Linked DNA regions of Mus musculus: region 2 is linked to region 1. A link is a contact called in public ChIA-PET data. All regions are on one chromosome and are shown on one strand. Each heading gives the region's core, a stretch centred on a gene start, on an enhancer-like site or on the middle of the called end of the contact. The rest is flanking DNA. Distances are from core to core; before and after follow the strand shown.

Region 1 (3,253 bases), core at 345-2,844:
TACTTAGTAATATCTGTGTACCTTGGGTTTTACACATGCATATACATATATGGAAAATTATGATTATTTGTATAAAATAATAGGTATTTTATGACAGAAAATTGCAAGAGAAGCTAATATACCCACTTGCGAGTATTTAATTGACATTTAGAACATTATTTGAAAGAGGATGTAGACCAGATAGAGTCATACCATCTGGAAATAGATAAGAGAGCTTTAGCTCTCCCTGGGTTGTACTGGTAAGAACAAAATGTATTAAAGTAATGTTAATTCCATATAGAGCCACCAAACCTTGACGCTATTGTGGATGCAGGGAAGTGCTTGTTGACAGAAGCCTGATATGACTGTCTCCTGAGAGGCTCTGCCAGAGCCTGACAAATACAGATGTAGATGTACACAGCCAAATATTGGACTGAGCTGGGGTCCCCTATGGGGAGTTGGAGAAGGGAGTGAAGGAGCTGAGGGGTTTTGCAGCCCCATGGAGGGAGCAACAGTGTCAACAGGCCAGAACCCCTGGGGCTCCCAGGGACTGGACCATCAACCAAAGAATACACATGAAGGGACCCATGGTGCTGGCTGCATATGTGGCAGAGGATGGCCTTGTTGGACATCAGCGGGAGGAGAGTTCCTTGGGCCTGAGGGTGTTCGATGTCCCAGTGTGGGGGAATGCCAGGGCGGGGAGGCAGGAGTGGGTGGGTGCGTGGGGAGCACCCTCATAGAGGCAGTGGGAGGGGAGATGGGATAGGGGGCTTCCGAAGGGGAGACCTAGAAAGGAGAAACCATTTGAAATGTAAATAAAATATCCAATTAAAAAATAATGTTAAATGTTAAAACTGATAATAATATAAATTATAAGCGCTTCTGCTGATATTTGTCTGCCTGGAAATGAGAGAAACTGGATAGTGTTGTGATGTGGATTCCTAGGTGACAACTATTGGTTTCTTTCCATCTCTACAGGATACCTTGAAGAAAAGGACTGTTTGAAACCAACTGACTGGACTACCGTTATGCAGATCACAATTGCTGTAGAGGGACAACCGCCCTCCTGAAACCGCAGCTCAGTCTTAACTCTCTCAAGTACCATTTGCATGGGATACTTTGCTATGAAAAGCCCCAGGGTACTCATGGGGCTCTTTTCTACCCAGGCTGGAATGGGAATGGGGGCTCCTGGAGCTGCAATGGAACTGCTCTAACTATACAAGCTGGGCCAGCCTGTGGTCAGTGAAAACAAGAAACTTGCCTTTGAGTGTAAAGTTTGCTGTGATTGGTCAAAACACCCCTTCTCTGGCTACACAGAGAAGCTATGTGGTTCATGGGTAAGCTAGCTAAGAGATACTCCGCTGTTGTTGCGCTGGTGTTTCAACATTCAGCCCAGTGAACGACTTTCAATCGGGCATTGTTTTCCTTCCTTGCAATTGGCGAATGATCTCATTTGGTAGCATGAAGAAAGAAGTAGAGCGGAGATGACAGAGCTGTGGTAGCAGCAGTAGCAGTGAGTGAGGGAAGGTTGGAGAGCCAAGCTACAGAAGGGGAAAAGCAGCTGGCTGCTTTGACAGCTGCAGAAGAGCTTTTGAATATGTGGTGGTGTGGGAGAGAGTCCACAGTGAGTAAAAGCGAAACTGTGGGAACCACATTGCATTGACAGGTGCCAGAGTCAGAGTTGAGAAGTCAGCAGACCGACCGAGCTGCAAACACAAATATCAGGCTACACTGACATCTTCAAAAGAGGTGAATCTACGAGAGCAGCAGCTGGCGGTGACCCAAGCAGTAACAGAGAGAAAATGTTCTTTTATCTGCTTCATGTGCAGAGACAGCTGTGACAGTAGCTTTAGCAAGCTGCGCCACAAGCTGCTGTTAAATACTGAGGAATCTCAACATTAGAAGCACACGTAAGATCTTTAACACTCATAGGGTGAAAGGTCTTGGCTTCATTGCCCTGGGCAATAGATGCAACCTTCTTTTGCTCTTGCTTTTATCTGTTGCCAGACTCTATCAAATGTGAAGGAATGCAAAGGTTGCCAAGGGTTAGCACTGGAGAAGAGCATCTTCTTCCCTTCCCGAGGTTTCTATCCAAGTACAGTAAATGTATATCAGAAAGTTAACTGATAACAATGAAACATTTTAATCTTCTATACTTATTTACCATGTGTATATATGCACATGCATGCCATAGGACATATGGGGGTGTTAAAGGGCAGCTTTGCAAGTGTTCTTTTCTGCTTCCGTAACGTGAGTTCTCAGGATGGATTGAATTGGGGCCATGTGCTCCTACCCACTGAGTCATCACAGTGACGTCAATACAGCTATTTTGGTTAGCAATTTTATTTTGTTAACACTTATTGCTTAATTACTGATTTATCTATCTCTTTAATCTGTAGATATATCATTTTGCTAACTTCAATGGCAGTCAAACCCAAGATATCCCCACTGATTCAGCCCCAGTGATTCCCTTTCTGGCACTGGTGTTATGTAATCTTCCCCCTGTGATGATATTTTATCATTATGATTCATTATCTTCCTCTCATTATGCTATATCAACTCTGTTCTTCATGGCTGTTTTGCTCCCTCTATGTTATGGCTTTGAATAAGTTAATTATAATGTTAAGCTCCTTTGAAGGTCAGGTGGTAGGGAACTTGTAGTAAGTGTGGCTGGTATATGTCTAGGGCTCCCAGTCATACCTGGAGGTATATCTTTCCAGGGAAGTCACTAGATGAAAGTCAATTCCTGACTAATGTTTCAAATGCATCCTAGGATAAAACTTTAGCTGAAGAGACAGTTGAGATAGACCTATGTGCTGAAATGATAATATGTGTGTTCCGTTAAAACATATATTTTTGTTCACTTGTTCTGTAGCAACAGAAAACTTATACACTAGCAGGTCACACCTTTCATTTTTATAAACATAAAAATTCTTAAATGTTGCCTTTGTTTTGAAGACAATTTTATGCAAAACCCTCTTAAATAAAAGTGACAAGATTTTTTTTTGTAAATAAAAATGTAAAGATTTCTTGTACTAAGTGGTTTCCAGACTCATCAAAATCTTTTCAGATACCATTTTTCTGACCACTGTAACAGATCTTCAGTGGCTTTGAGAAGGCATAATTCAAAGAACCTAAGAAATTATGTCTGTTCTGTGTTCTGCAAGACATTACACAGATGTTTCTTCATCTCCTTCAATAGAGTGGAAAATAATCACCTTCATTTGCATTGTTTAAAATATTGCAAACTTATCATGTGAAATCTAAGTTTGAT
Region 2 (3,253 bases), core at 330-2,829, 45 kb before region 1:
AGTAAATATTTTGTATTTCATACACTTGTAAGAGAATGTGTTATTTGGAAAACAGATGTAAAGTAGGAGCTAAGGAAGACTTGTAAAAAAAACAGATTCCATAAGATTGTTTGGGCGACACAGAAACACCGTACCATTTTAATCAACCACTTAAGACACGCCATGTTGGCTTTCCATTTACAAGTACTTATTTTTTAAAAATCCACATTTCGTTTTGAGGATTTAAGGACATTAAGTAACGGTAGTGTGTAGTTATGGGAAAGTGTGAAGTAATTTGGAAAACAGGAAATAAACAAACCAGTACAGATCTCACAAAATACCATCTGCTCTCATTTTAGGGAAAGGGAAACCACAGTTGTTCTCTTGGCTAGCTAGCCCCTTCTGCTTGGGGGTCTTCCTCTATGTGACACCTCTCCAGAGATGTGGCGCCCAATTAATTGAGGACAATTTAACTTTGGGATAGATTAAGGGCACCATCTAAGAAACATAATTGGCAAGTTTTGCAAAAGTGAAACATCCAATCAGGACTTTGTGCGCTACTTTTATGGTACCCTGCCTCAGAAATAGGAGTGCATTCTAACAGGCAAAACGTGTTAGTTACACCAACTGCAGAGTAGTGAGAGAAGTATTTCACCGCACTGTAATCAAAATTCCTGGGGATGGAAGAGCACTTCTACTTCAGGGTCTGTGAAGGCAGAGGCAAGCCTCAGAGAGCAAGATGCTGAGGTTAGGCTACTGATTTCTAAAGGAAAGGCAACAGCTTGTGTCACCAGCTAAGGCAGCACAGGCCATTAAGACAGCCAACCAGATGGTCTTAGATTCCAGTTCCTGACGCTGGGGCGGGGGCAGGGGTTAAGTCAAGCCCAGGTCACAGACATTGTCCCTGCTTCACGGAGCAGGTCACCTGTCAGCCAGGTCTAGGCTGCAAGGGGGTGCCCATCGAGGCTGTGCCTCACCTGACGGTCCTGACCACGAAGTACACCAGCACCGCGGCGCTCACCACCACCAACACGGTCAGGGCCCGCTGGGTCATGGGTTTGTCGCCAGGACTGGGACTCACGGCCAGGCTGCCACCCTGGGAACCTTCTCCGGCCTTCCCTTCGAGGCCGTCCGCCTCAGACCCCGCCCCGGGGATGCTGTCATTGCGGCTCTCCGCGCCTGGCAGCCCGGCAGCATCAGACTGAGCTTGGCCCCGAGGCTGGGCCGCGGTGGGGCCCGGAGGAAGCGGCGACAGCGTGTGCGGCCCGGGCTTGGGAGACTTGGACTCCTGCACCTCCCTGACCACCATCGACGGTACCGCCCCGGACCCGCTCAGAGCGGGCAGCAACAACAACACGAAGGCCGGAGCCAGGAAGTGGCAAGGCCCGGAGCAGCCGCGCGGGGTCGGCATGGTCTCCACGCCGGCCTCTCAGCACGCCGCAGCCGCCGGGCCGGCCTCCCGGTCCGCAGCGCCGACCATGGGCGCGCCGGAACCGCAGAGCCGACTCTCCGGAGGAGAGCGGGTGGCTGAGACTGCGCCGGGTGGCTTCGGCGGCGGCGGCGGCAGCAGCCTGCCGGGACAACCGGAAGTTCGTACATCCCCGCAGCCACTGCTGCTACGGACGCCTCCGGTTGCTAATATGTAGGGGCGGGCTGCGCTCAGTGACGTCAGAGGTTCGAGCCTATTGCGCACGCGTAGCTGTGGGACGCTCTGAGAGGTCCCAACTAGGTTTTCCATGTTTCAGGAGTGTTCCTAATAGTGAAAAGGCTTGGGCCAGAGTGGGTAACCTGAACAAGATGAACAGTTATGCCTACAGTTCTTTCCAAGTGGGGAAACGGGAGCAATAGGAAACTCGATTTAATTTCCTTGATGTCAAACTTCATAACTACATCTAATCAGTAAACACTTCCTCTCAGTTCCCTCAGGAGGATCACAAACTTTAAAGAGAGCTTTTTCTAGCTGTAAGGGTATCGACTATTCTTGGAATCCCTTTCTTTGGAAAATGTAAAGTTGTTTATTCAGGTTTTCCCCCTTTAAAGTGTAAATATTTGTAAAAACCTCTCTTGTCAATTTCCAGAGACCTACAGTCATCCTTTTGAAATAAAACCAACAAGAAAATTGTGCCCCTGTTAACTAGTTTTTGCTATGGGCTGCCTCAAGCTGCAAAACTATCCCTGAACTTATGGAAGAGAGAAAGTTTGTATATTACCTTAGCAAATACCTGGGGCTGTGATCTGCCTACTCTAGTTTACTTTACAGAACTTGAACTCCAAATTTAGTTCTCTTACATTTGAATAATGTTGCCTTTATCTAAGATTTCCATCAAGTAACACTGAGAAAAACCAGACACCTGCCTGGGGCATTGGAGCATGGGTTGTGTATAAATATGATTAGTTCTTTCTTGAGCTTTCTTTCAGTCTATTATAAACAGATTTTTTAAAAGGCTTTCTCAGACATCTGTCAAGAGTCAGCTGTTTAAGGGTCTGGAACTGCAATTTAGTCCATGTCCTGGAAACTATTAGGATTACCCTGAAGACACTGCAGTAGCTATAGAGGACCTCTAAAATCACAGCTGAAGACATGTTCTAGACAGCCTGTTCCAATCTTAAAATGCAGAACGTCACAAGACAGGTATCTGTGAATTCTACTTAATTTTGCAGGCATTTTCAAACAAGAGCTGAAGTATTTCCCTTGTGAGGGTTAACAAAACTTCATTTTATGCTAAGCATCCAACTTGGTACCCATTAGCCATTTGTCTCTGACTCCAGTCCCTTGAAGATAAGCTCCCAGTAACCTGGACTCAGTGACCACATACAGAAATGCACAGCCATGGCATTATGATATGACTAGCTGCTTTTTTAATTGTGTAATTTACTTATGCAGATACCCAAAGATTGTTTGGCCTTGCCCACGTAAGCTTGGCAGAAAAGACCAGTATTTGGTTATTTGCATAAATATTGAAGATCTTGTGGTTTTGTCTTTAAAAAGCCTTTCCCCATACCACTCCTCACAACATGCATGAGCTTGGGCTTTAAGACTATTGCCCTGCTAGCAGATAATCAATGCATCTTTTAATTATAATGTAATTGACTCTATAGTATTTTCCCGAGGGGTCAAAAAAGCCTCCATAACAACCTCTTGGCCAACAAGAGATCTCTGGTTGATACAAACATAGTTCTTCATTCTCAATAGGTGTTGTGCTATAATTTGTGCAGATACACTGTCATTTGCCCACAGGTCTGCTGTAGTCAGTATAGACATTCTTGTAACACC

Evidence for each region. ChIA-PET counts read pairs in DNA pulled down with a chosen protein or histone mark.
Region 2: a contact with region 1 is called in an RNA polymerase II ChIA-PET map of memory CD8 T cells, with 48 read pairs. The contact joins the promoter of Fam174a here to the enhancer-like site in region 1. A contact is called at or near these places in 2 of 39 promoter capture datasets (macrophages and pre-B cells), 5 of 484 Hi-C or Micro-C datasets (B cells, CD8 T cells, double positive thymocytes and 2 more), 4 of 115 datasets of contacts at active chromatin or transcription factors (the SCID.adh cell line, effector CD8 T cells, embryonic stem cells and 1 more) and 1 of 9 other capture datasets (pancreatic islet).

The regions. Positions count from the first base shown.
Region 1 is chr1:95,266,617-95,269,869 of GRCm38.p6, reverse strand. No RefSeq gene overlaps it. Among named protein-coding and RNA genes, the nearest start is that of Fam174a, 45 kb to the left of the region's middle. Within about 2 kb of position 1,594, at least 100 of the 459 cell types and tissues checked have an H3K27ac peak or open chromatin away from gene starts, as enhancers often do. A contact at or near this core is called in CD8 T cells, the SCID.adh cell line, double positive thymocytes and 4 more, where this site is marked.
Region 2 is chr1:95,311,954-95,315,206 of GRCm38.p6, reverse strand. Fam174a (family with sequence similarity 174, member A) reads right to left here and starts at 1,579. Exons shown (of 3, transcript NM_026321.4): 1 at 957-1,579. The coding sequence starts at 1,390.